2 separate regions of the Zea mays genome follow, and region 1 is linked to region 2. A link is a contact called in public Hi-C data. All regions are on one chromosome and are shown on one strand. Each heading gives the region's core, a stretch centred on a gene start, on an enhancer-like site or on the middle of the called end of the contact. The rest is flanking DNA. Distances are from core to core; before and after follow the strand shown. Region 1 holds the start of LOC100283881. Region 2 holds the start of LOC100286153.

The links. A called contact is a pair of places that touch in the nucleus more often than the background predicts.
Region 1: a Hi-C map of tassel shows a contact between it and region 2, with 2.2 times the contacts expected there. The contact joins the promoter of LOC100283881 here to the promoter of LOC100286153 in region 2. A contact is called at or near these places in 3 of 25 Hi-C or Micro-C datasets (endosperm, leaf and tassel).

What each region holds. Positions count from the first base shown.
Region 1 is chr1:265,907,026-265,913,489 of Zm-B73-REFERENCE-NAM-5.0, forward strand. It overlaps LOC100283881, which reads left to right and starts at 4,078. Exons shown (of 4, transcript NM_001156779.2): 1 at 4,078-4,455; 2 at 6,294-6,414. The coding sequence starts at 4,175.
Region 2 is chr1:265,745,522-265,751,514 of Zm-B73-REFERENCE-NAM-5.0, forward strand. It overlaps LOC100286153, which reads right to left and starts at 1,892. Exons shown (of 14, transcript NM_001159041.1): 1 at 1,770-1,892; 2 at 554-907; 3 at 380-467. The coding sequence starts at 903. It overlaps LOC103643784 (protein FAR1-RELATED SEQUENCE 5), which reads right to left. Exons shown (of 3, transcript XM_008666945.3): 2 at 5,428-5,563; 3 at 4,295-5,176. The coding sequence ends at 4,716.

The DNA.
Region 1 (6,464 bases), core at 2,828-5,327, 160 kb after region 2:
TTTTACACCAGAAGTTGGAACAAAGTGTCATCTCCAAGGATAATGCAGTGTGCCCACAACACAACAGACACACACTATTTGCTGCCTATAATTAATGGTTTTACCATTTCAGCAATTGGATTCGAACGATTTATTTTGCTACAAAACAAGCAAATAGAATGTTTATTAGAAAATGGCAATTATTTATTAGCAAGGGAAACAAAGATCAGTGAATGGAGAAGTTTAAGTATTTTCAGATAGATAAATTGCTATAATCATCATCTATAATATTCATCATGGATCACGCACCACCTCTTATTTTGCTTCAGGGGCTTCTGTGTCTGCTTTAATTCTTGCCAAAGTATCAGGATCTCCCTCTTGACCAAAATAAGAAGAGTTCACTGTTACCAAGTACAAATCACTGATCATATCTAACGGATTAAGAACAGAGGCTCATAACATGACAATCAATATAGATGATGGATATATGTGAAGCTAAAAGATAACATAGATACATTTTTGTGTCCAGATCTATATTTGAACTTACCATGTTAATAAGAGTGGTCTTTCCCAAGCCATTTGGACCAAGAAAGCCAAAGCGCTGACTATGTGACATGGCAATGGATATCCCTCTTGTTGCAATTTTATCTGCATTTTCATATTTTCACTGGTACACTTTCTCAAGATTGTCGCATATTTCTGAATAGGATCTACAAGATTCTTCTGATATCACAGATTAATCTAATTCTATATTTCAAGCTCTAATGTTTTAATGAATCCTAGTATTTACGGTTACATTAATAACCACTAAGCTGAAAATAATCTTAATTGTGACTTTTTAGGTAGTACATAGTTTAAACTCATGGATTATCTCAGCAACCTGCTGAATCTATTTCCCAAAAGAAATTAGACTTCTGGATATGTATGAAACTAATTGGAGTGTACCAAAGAAGAGAGTAGAGCACACCTCATTTACCAAATATGTTCTCTCCAACTGAATGGAAGCTCTGAACTCCTGAAGTTGTATGTTCTACTGCTGAGCTGTTTCAAATGGTTCCCATCTATGCGGGAGTGAACAAGTAGTGCTACTTTTCTCAATATGTATATGAAGGAACAGAAGTGATCCAATAGAACACAAATAAAAGGATTACACCTGCCAATCCACTTTCTTGATTACTCATACAACCCACTGAATCCCTGAGGAGGCCATATGATTCTCAAGTTGGGCAAATCGTGAGAATTCATAGACAAAGTGATACAAGAAAATTCAGGTAGAAGGCACTACATCAGCTTCCAGTAAACTCAAGTCCAACGAGATCAAAACCAAAATCCCTCACCGTGCTGAGTACAATCTCGCACTCTGACACTGCGAGGAGGAACATGTTGACCCAGCAATAATTAGAATTTCCATCACATTATGTTGCTCAAATAGCCACAAGTACTGCCTTACAGCATCTGAAGTACCCTGAGAAAATATAAAAGAAAATCAATACTTGTCGTAAGCTAGTGAAGTGCGCTAGCAAAATTCCTGTAGATTAGAATGCATTTGCAAGGCATGATGGTATAATAATATAATTCAAAGATCAAAGGTAAGTGCACATATCAAAACCAGAGATCAGTTTGCCGGGGAACAGAGCAGAAGAGATCTCTGGAGGTCGATGGAAGCAGTGACTCCAAATGTCCTAAATCTTACATGGCATAGTATGGGAAAAAAATAAACTGATGACTGCTAAGTCCTCCGCGTCCGGTGTAGGTTTAGGAGTGTAAAAGATTCACACCACAAATCAAAAAAGAATAGGAAGACGAGGGTTCGATCGGAAATGGGTGCTCACGTGGATATCGTGGGAGAAGGGGTGAGATGTGAGGACCCCGGTGCAGGTGCAGCCTGATAGCTTAAGCGCCGCGATGTCGTTCGCCACCTTATTGGCGGCCACGGTCGCAGATGAAGACAACAAGAATTCCACCACGGCCTTGCCTCCACTCTCGGCGGTCGCGGCGGCCTTCCTCTTGCTGGCCTTCGACACCTCGATCAGGTTCAGGGGCGCTAGAGTTATTGGGGATGTGGTGGCTGGCGGGTGTGCTGTAGCGGCGTCGCACGGCGGGATACGCGCGCGGGATTCGTGGAGCGGTCGCGGCGGGGGTTTTGCGGCAGGCGTAGGGACGGCCGCGTGCGTGGGGGTCGCGGCGGGCTGTGCGGGCGGTTCCCGCATGCGTAGGGAGGAGGCCGTTGCGGGCGTGCGGTGCGGCATGGCTGGCGGGTGTGCAGTGTGCTGTAGTGGCGTCGCGCGGCGGCATTCGCGGCGGGATTCGTGGAGCGGTCGCGGCTGGCGTGCGGGCTGTTGGCGGCGGGGGCAGTCTACACTGCCCCCTTAATAGTTAGTAGAGATGTATGCTTTAAGTGGGGACCTTAGTAAGGCGGCGTTTGGATACTCCCACTAAATTTAGTCTCTGTCATATTAGATTTTTGGATGCTAGTTATAAATTTAAATATAGTCTAATTATAAAATTAATTATACAGATGAAAACTAAAAGTCAAGATAAACTTATCAAGCTTAATTAGTATATGATTCGTCCATGTGATACTACAATAAATATTTACTAATAATGAAGTAACTAGACTTAATAAATTTGTGTAGCGGTTTAGTCTTTGTCTATGTAATTAATTTTATAACTAAATATATTTAATATTCGTAATTAACATTTAAACATTTTATATGACACAGACTAAACTTTAGACAGAGGAACCAAACACTCTTTAAATTTGATTGTCTCCTTTGTGTTTTGAATTATATATTTTGTATTTCTCTTGATATATTCGTATTGTGCTAAATTATGTGCAGGCACTTTGTGAGTTTCATAAGCACAACTCTGCAATATCACAAGTAGAGGTTAAGTTAAAAAGATAAAGCTTCTTGCTATTATGTGCAAAACCCTAGAAAACATGGTGACATCGGTTCTTGTATGTAATTAGTTTGTTTTATAGAATTTTAAGATTTCATCAACTGGATCATATAACGATAGTAGTTTCAAAAAACATAAGATTACCTGGTATTTTAAATAGGGTAATCTGGTTTTAACTACTATCAATTGACGTGAAGTTTTAATTTGAAAATTTATAAAACATCCCTCTTTACCTGCACCTAAGAGCAACTTAGTAGTTCTCTAAAACCCTATAAATCAATAATTTATGTAGTTAATAACCAAAAAACTTTTCTTCGACAGTTCTCTAAATAAAATGTTTAAATTTAGCGATTTCTCATCTAACTCCATCTTCTCTCTACATTTGGCAACAATTTACCAACTACCTAAATAAAAAATCGGTTGTATTGTTTAGGTAATGAAGTTGACTATTGACATTTGTGACTTATTTTTTTGGGTGTGGATAGATTCAAAATAAAATAACAAGCTAAATTTAAAGAGCTAGTAAAGAACTCAATATTCTTGATATAGTGTCTCCAAGGAACTCTCCATTTTTGACTCTATATTTACATCCTCATAAAAATTACATTCTATAAGTAGCATCTCGCTCCAATAGACTTTTCATTTCCCATTCTTCAAATCCCAACCGCTACATTCAACTCTTCTTCTCCATACACCAATGTGTGGGTCTTACACATCATCCCACAGTTGGCAAGCTAGTTTGGCTATTGTGAGTGGTTAGCCAAATTTGGATAGAGGAGGGCAATTTGGAGACGAATAGCTTGGCAAATTGGATGTATTGGAAAGTTATTTTATTATTGAGTATTCAAAATTTAGCTTGATGAAACATCTAGCTGGTCTCTTGAAGACGCTCTAAATTATTTAGCAAATCTATGATTTGGATAATTAAAATTTACTTCTTGGCTTCATGACTTATGGCGCTGAGAAAATGGTCTAAAAATGATATTAAGTTGTTCGGGTCAAATATGTTTTTTTTCTTTCGAAAAATGACTAAATTTAAAAAATACGGGCCCAGCCCATGGCTTCGAGATGAAGGCAGCGCCAACGTATGCCCAATCATAACCTGCCACGTGTTACCATCCACGTCATACCACGACTGGGGTCCCTCACGGCCTCATCTCAACATCTTCCTATCCTTCAAAATTGAAATTCATTTTAGAAAAACAAAACAATTAGAGGGGGCAACGAGTAAAAAAGGAAAGGAAGAACTCCCTTCTCTCCTCTTCGATCCCGACGAACGCCGAGGGCCGCGGCGATGGAATACTCAGGCGGCGGTGCGACGCTGTCGGAGATGTACCAGAGCGCGCGGCGGCTGCTACTCTCGGCGCGGGATGGCGTGGGCCGCGTCGAGCGCCTTGCCTCGGCACCCACTTCGTCCTCCTACTCCTCGGCGCCGCTCGTCGGTGGTGCGTCGGGGGACCCCGCGGTTGCTGAGGAGGTGCGGCGAGAGGTGGCGCAGATCCAGGGGCTGTGCGCGCAGATGGACCGACTCTGGCGATCCATCCCCGCCAAAGGCCAACGGGACCTCTGGAAGAGGTGAGGATCCTCTTTAGATCCTTATTCCTTTTAGCTGCTCGGTTACAATTGGTTGAGTTGGTAGTGAGGTTAGAGATGAGAGATCTCACACCGCCTGCGCCGCAGACCATTAGATTTACCGTAGTCGCAAATTTTGCCGTGATATTTGCCAGTTCAGTCGGTAGGACGTGAATTTTGTGTCAAGTACAATGAGCCAAGGAGTAACCAAACTGAATTTACTGTAGTGCTGGGAATCTGCTTCTGTCAGCCTGTGACTGGTAGATTATTTCTCGGTTTTCTGCCGTTAGACTTCCGTGTAGCTTATAAGTTTTTGGCATACATGGATAAGCATCAATCAATGAAACGATTCACATGCTGAATTCATTTTTAGCATGTAAAGTTTACTGCTTTCCTTGACTAACCATTGACTAGTTAGTTTTGCCATTATGTTCATTCTCTAAGGTTTGGTTTTGCACATATGGTCAATAGGGGCTGGACAGTGGACTTATGAACTAACTAGTATTGATGAGATATATGTACTCTCATTGACATCCCAGCATGTTTGCTTCTTTTTCCATGAGCCAAAAAGTTGTAGTGAGTTTGCTTTGTGAGTATTTGGGCTCTGGCTGACGCCCTATTGTAGCTGCACTGTTCATGAAGCTGTTCTTCTCCCTCATTCTCAAAACAATGGGGTGCCAGGGAGCCGGTGAAGCCACATTTTGTGGCTCCTCTGGCTCAAGCTCTGTCGGTTACTATAGTGCGGAGCCAGAGCAAGGGCGAGCCATGTTCCCAGAACATGTTGCAGAGCCAGAGCAAGGGAGAGCCATGTTCCCAGAACATGTTGTCTGTTTTCGTCAGAACTTTTATTGGGTCTCATTCTAAATACTGAGTAATAAGAAGTAGAAGTCTGCAAAATGAAGTCAGGTATTCTGCACCTAAGGATAGTGCTACTAGTGCAAACTGAAGCTTCACTTAGAATTAACTAGGAGTCTAGGACTAGCAATTTGACTCCGCAGTACAGGTGTGCATGGCCATATAGAAAATTATGTTTTCTTAGATTGATTCTTTCACAGGTTCATCGGTAAGCGAAAAATATTTTGATGCACTTCAATTTCATGGTTTGTGTTAGTAAAGTTAGCTTAAATTCACAAGAATTGGAACAAGCAACTGTGCAAACATACACTTAGGATCTTCATTTCCTATTGGTTATTTCTAATTGATTAGCAGTTCTTATCTTTTTGTATTCACTTATTCACCTTCAGGGTGCTTTCAAGTGCTGTAACCATGCACAGATACATCATTGGGAGACGAATTGACTATATTTGACCCTTAACTGCAAATAGATCCAATTGACCTTAAGTTGCATGTTGGTGATTGTCTCGTTACCAGATCTTCTAGTACTTAAATAGATTTGGGATATGCTGAGGTCTGTAAGACTCATGTGTTGCAATTCTGCATGGATTGTCCAAATTGTTCATACAGGTTTGGCTCTGAAATTCATAAAAAACAGTGTTATTGTCATGAAAGTTCTCTGCAACCCATTAACATTCTTGTTGGAGAACATGATGTCTGCATTCTCTAGTACAACCTCTCCACTTCCTCAAAGCCAAAAAGCCCAAGCATCAGCAGGCTGGCCGCTGGCAGCCTGACACACATCATGCTGTTTGCTGCGTGGACATGTGGTTTTTTCTTTAGAGGTTGGCATTTCGTGTGGTGGATATCAGAGAAATGCTGTAGTAGAAGAATTAGGTTGTGAGTTCCCCTTGAATGTAGAAAGTCTGTAGTTTGTATTGGCTAGGACTAGGAACTAGGAACCAAGTGTTAAATTTATGACGCATTATTTTTTTCTGTCTTTGCAGAAAAGTGGAGCAGCTCTCTGAAGAGGTAGATTCATTGAAGGAAACCCTTGACAGGCATTCTCTGCGACAGAAAAAACGGATTCTGGAAGCAAAAGAAAGAGCTGAGCTATTTGAAAGAGCTGTAATAATTCCTCTCAGCAATAATGCGGTCTTTTCTTTTCCCGTATGATT
Region 2 (5,993 bases), core at 642-3,141:
GTTGAATGAGAAAATAGTTTTGTGACAGTTATGCATTAGTACATTACTGTCAAGATGGAAAAGTCAGTGTGTTCCAAGCTTGTCCATCTTTGACTTCAAATAAGGCTAGCAAAGCAGTGGGTTAACTTATAATTTACTTCAATGTTATGGAATGTATTGAAGGCATCAAACCAGTCAAGGATTTAAATAAGCCATAGGTTCAGTACAGCTGAAGTGCTTTTACCAAAAAGAAGTGGGTTCTAAGCTGGGAGACATAAATATTGGTTGCTGCATTTTTCCCTGTTACTAAACCGTGCAGCCATGCAAGCAAACAATGATGAGAAGGGTAAATGAACTAAATTACAAACAGCTGACAGTATCTGTTGTTACAGCAACATACCGCTTTTGCCTCCTTGTACTCAGAAACAGCCTTGTGAGAAGCGTATGTGAACTTGGTGCTTGGGCCAAGTTCAGGGACAATAAAGTGGCTGCGAGGAGCAAGGTAATAAAAAAAATGTTAGACCAATACCACAAAAAAACCAAGTAAACATTCAAGAGACAGAAGTTGACTTACTAGTTTGTATCAAACCACTTGGTCATCTCCATAGCAGGGACAGTGGCATTTCCCCTGGCCATTGAGAAATAGGTGCTCAAGCCAATCTCGCCTCCAGTCCAAGAGTAGCGCTCTGGGACAGCACCAAGCATGGCCGTGGTATCAAGGACCTGGTCATAGTACGAGAAGGTGTTGCTGGGAATGTACTTGATCCCAGCTTCTGACATTTGCTTCCAGATGCTAGACCTGAGGTCAGAGGCAACTTTCTCTAAATCATCGGCGCTGCTCTTCCCATCCCAGAAAGACTCCAAGGCAAACTTGAGCTCTCTCTTGGGGCCCATGCGAGGGTATCCAACAATATGGGACGCCATCTTTCTATATAACAGAAAAATGTTAAAATCAGGTTGACAGAGAAGCTAGCTGAATATTTGTCCCAAAAAAAAACTGCAAATAAGCTAAAAGAGCTCTCTCTAGCTCTAGGGGCCCATACAAGCGTATGCAACAATATGGGACACCATCTTTCTATATAACAGCAAAATGTTAAAATCAGCTTGATTCACATCAACAAGAAGCTAGCTGAATATTTGTCTCAACAAAGCTGCAAATAAAATGCGCACTTGTACAGTTCTACAGGAAGCAATGATATATTAAACTACAGCCACAGAAAACAAATTGATCAGTATAAAACTATCACTGTCCATTCAGTGAATCTGCCAACTAACTTCCGGATCATACATACATGAAGAAATTTTAAATGTTCCCGTAGATCTAACAGAGCCCGCCCGCCCTTCGGAAACGATCTAAAAATTAACAGCGCGTTACGCTGCTAACAAAAATCTGGGGGCCTGAGATGCTAGCCAACTCAAATCACAATGATGGATTTCATATAATTACGACTCGAAACATCTCCTCGAAAAACAAAAGGGGGGCAATCGACTCTAATCCCGCAGTAACCCAGCGGCGATCTCAACGACTCGACCAAAAAATATCGAGCCCCACCAAAACCACCAATTCCGCACAGCGTAGCGCAGCAAAGCAACCCCTACAGGGAAGGAAACAATGGCTACGAATCCAGACAGACCGAGCAGGCAGGCGGGGGGGCAGCAGCATGCCAGACTCACCGCGCGCCGAGGCGATCCGAGAGGCGCGGGGAGATAGCGGAAGCGAGGGAATGGGCGAGCGGGAGAGTGGGAGGGGGCATATACAGCAAGGGGGGAGGGGGGGAAGGCGCGCTTACCCTTTGGAACGTGGAGCGGGAGAGTAGCTCCGGGGGAAGAGGACGACGCCGGGGTGAACTGAGATGTGGGTGGTGATGACGAGCACGGGACGTCTGACTGTCTGAGGGGTTTCATTTGTAGAGGTAGAGGATGCAGTGTCTGCGTTAGGTGGCGGCGTGGCGCGCGCTTACGGGATCTGGTGAGATCCCATTTCCCAGCTGCCAAATCCGTCGGTGCTCATGATTTGTTTGGTTTCTAAGGACTAATGTTTGGTTTTTTCATTTTATTTTATTTTATTTTATAAATTATTAAATATAGAAACTATATATTTAATAATTTTAAAACTAAAATAGAATAAAATGTAGGAACTAAAAATTAATCCCTAAAACTAAATATCCACTTAGATTTTTCTCTTCTTGTCTATATTTATACCACTATATAATCTACTTATTTACCTAACCATCCAAATCATCACAGTATAACGTTAGTATGGACTATATATTAGTTGGAAAAAATGTCAGTTTCGATAATTTTTCTTCATAATTTTTTTGAACTGGCACGATCGAAATTCAAGAATTAGAAAAAAAACTCGTGATACAACAATTATAAATAAATTGATTATAGGCGAAAACAAACCGGCCTTATGATATCAGAAACTCTAAAAATATCATGCAATCTAGATTTTCTGCGCTGTTAAAACTTGGGAGAATTTCTCGTGGAACAATCAATTTTCTATAATAAGAGGTGGTAACAACCTTCGTTTTAATTAGGAAATCCGGCTCGGAATGGCAAGCAGTGAATCTGAACAACCGTGCTAGTAGTAGTTGTCACATCCACGAGCCATGTAACGAAAAATAAACATCTTTTGGAGTCAAATGCCAACTAATGGAACACAAACGGATGTTTAACTTTTTTGATTTTACAGAGGGGAATAATTAAGAAGGCTCAAGATAGGTACTCCCTCTGTATCTAAGAGTATCTTTAAGAGACTCTTTATTTTTAGTTCTCTATTTAACTTTTTATTTGTCTCTCTATAAATATTAAACTATATATATATAACATCTCTTTACAACAGACTCTCTAACATAAAGTAAGCTTAGCTAGCGAGAGTTGCTAGCCAAATTTAGCTAGTGAGAGAGTTAATTTAGAGAGCCGAATAGCTTAGCAAGTTAAATAGCTAGTCTGTTGGAGAGCTATTAAATAGCTAAAATTTAGCTTGACAAGCTATTTAGCTAGTCTTTTGGAGATACTCTAAAGAATTGGTAAGTCGAGCCTTTTTTTAATGGCCGACCAAATTTATTAAAAAAATATTTAAAATATCCATAAAACCAAATAATCATATTATAAAATAATATTTTTTAAAAAAATTTGTCTAATGAGAAATACTGTAGCGATATTTGTAGCTTTGAAAACCTATACATCCCAAATCCATCTTCTACTAGGGGCCGAAAGTGGTGACAGATGCCGATGTCAGTGCAGAACAGCACGAGTTCCATCCAAGCATGTGTGGTATTCTAATTGGATAAAGAGGCGTAGTGGTGCTCAGAAAAAGAAAAGGATGTGCGGCCCGCGACTTTCCGATTCCAACCAACCACTCCTGATTCCTGAACCTCAAGTGGAGTGGGGAGTAGAAGCATCTCCCAGCCCCCGCCAACCATGAAAGCTCAAGCTCCATCCAGCAACACTATTCTTCCTTGAATCTGGCTTACATCACACTCAAAACACAGTGCGCGAGTGTATGCGCATTTGTCTTCCAGGTTGAAATAAAAAGGTAGTTCGATCATAGGTTTGGATCTTGGAGCTGGTCCACCTCCATCATCATCAGAGCTGCTACGGCTGCTACAGTATACATGACATGTAGCCTCCTACTTGGCCATCAGGGACGACAAAATGAGGGGGCCATGGTAGGTGCTCCTACCTCCGGGGGTTGGTGGTCGACATGCTGCCAATACAAACAATGCAATAGCCAATAGGTTTGCTTTGCTTCTCCAGCTTCCAAAACTCGTCCTGCACTCGTGCCTGGGAAACGAACCATGCGACGCCAGTTCAGTCTTAAGATCATTCAGAATTAGCATACGGTCAACGGGTTCATGACGTTTCAAGGACGATGACAATGTCAAGGCTGCTAATAGTTTTTGGATTGAAACCTGATCAATGCGGTTTGATTTTACCTTTGGATCTTGACTGGGCTGGTTTTAGAATCTGAATACACGCATTATTCAAGTTTGCTGCTGCTGCTAAATGCATTAGTTGGTGCTCAGTACCACGCTCTTACCACTTACCATCATGTTATTAATCAGACAAAAGTTGACCTCCCTGACATGCCATGGGTCTCAAAAACAAATGTATCTGGCTGACGCGCATGTGTCAGCGAGCAACAACACTTACCAATCAAACGAAACAGATCTATCTATACAAAGTTTCCTCAACACCCCCGCCGCAAGTCGCGGGAGAATGAACATGATCAAAGAATCAATTTTGATTTTTTTTTTCCAGCAACGAACCAACCACTCTTCCAAGCCAAGTCCAATCAACAAAGGACCTGTGAGCTCAGTTCCAACAAATCCCTTTCCAGCAAGAGAAAAACAGGGTACAAAATTTTGGACTGTTGAAAGCAGTTCGCCAGCGTACAACTCATGCTGTACATAACATAGCTAACCAGCTACACATGTGAACTGACCATCAGACCCACCACCACCAACCTCGCCAGGAGCCAACAGAAGAAAAAAGGAGATTAAGGAGTCCAATGTTTGTCCTTAGGTCAAATAAGTGGGGCTTCTAGGCATGCTAAGTGAGAGAGAGAGATCAAAGAAGAATTCTTGGCTCATGGAGGTGGCAGCTGGGGCCTTAAATACAGACTATAAACATGTATACAGCTATGCTCTACAAGATTCCATTGGTTGAAGAGGTTGTTGAAGATCACCACGTCACATACCATTAGGAGAGGTTAGTGCAGGGGGAGAAGATTATTCATGTTCTGCATCGTTGTCAGTCAGCTCGTCGTCCTCCTCGTCATCAGTGTCTTCCTCGTCGTCATCGTCCGTGCCATCCGAAGAACCGAAGATTGCATCCTTCGCGGCAGCAGAATCACCAAATCGTCTGAGCTGCCCTGGGTTCATCGGTGGTAGCGAGGAAAGTGGTTTTGGTGCTAGTGGTTTCAGGTAATTCGGGATTATTTCCCCAGGCCTAATGTAGATGGCGCCTTTTGACTGAGCCGCTTTTATGATTGTAGCTGCATCAGATGGTGATCCAATGCGTGCACCGGCTGCAATGGCTGCAGCCCTTATAGATGAACCCTCAGGATTTGCACGACAATCAATACTGTCAAGTGTTTTTGTCTGTGACGGTGTAGCTGGCTGTTGTGCAGATGACTGAGATTGATGAAGACCAAGTGATAACTTGCCATTGCTACTGATATCTCCAGAGTCTACAGAGTTCAAACAAGCTGCATCAAAAGTGATGTCAAAAACTCAAAATGGCCTCGTTAGTAAAATCGATTATCATATATGCAATAGCTTTTAGCGAAAAAAAAGAAAAATGCCTCATATATATCACAGCCACAGCTTAAGAAAATGTTCAGGCATAAACTTGTACAAGTTATGATATGGACAAAAAGAACTGGGATAGGATGCTTGGAACAGTTTATAGATTTGAGTAGCAAAGTAAAATCCCACATACCCGCAGATATCTCGGAGCCATCAGTGGGTGGAAGGCACAATCCAATAGGGACAGTCACGAGCTGTCGCGCAGCACTAGAGTTTAATGTATTTACACTGCATCCCCTGTTACCATTAGCTTGGGATAATTCATGACTCTGCAGATTCCATAGACTTGTTAGGAACCTGAAGCTAGTGAAGTACATTATGATTGAAATTCCGATCATTCTGTAACCGTAATAAGGAAATATAAGTTACCCGTGGCGACGAGTGCAAAAGAAGATATTGCAGCTAAACTAAGCTGTAAGCCGAGGCTTATAATAAGGAATTTTATAGTCTCTCTCAGTAATAACTGGGAACTAAGCTGCCGCGCTAAGTTCGTATGCAAAGGTACCTAAAGAGAGGACCAAAGATAAAATGTTTGATGGAATGACACAAATGAAAGAGGCAATATGATACCCATAAGATGTCAAGAAAACCATATTACATGCTTGCAGCAAATAACAATTTGGCTCAAACGAAGACATCAAACAATTTCTTTCACCTAAAGAATGAGAGTCAAGTAAGGGCAAGGCAGACCCAACAAAA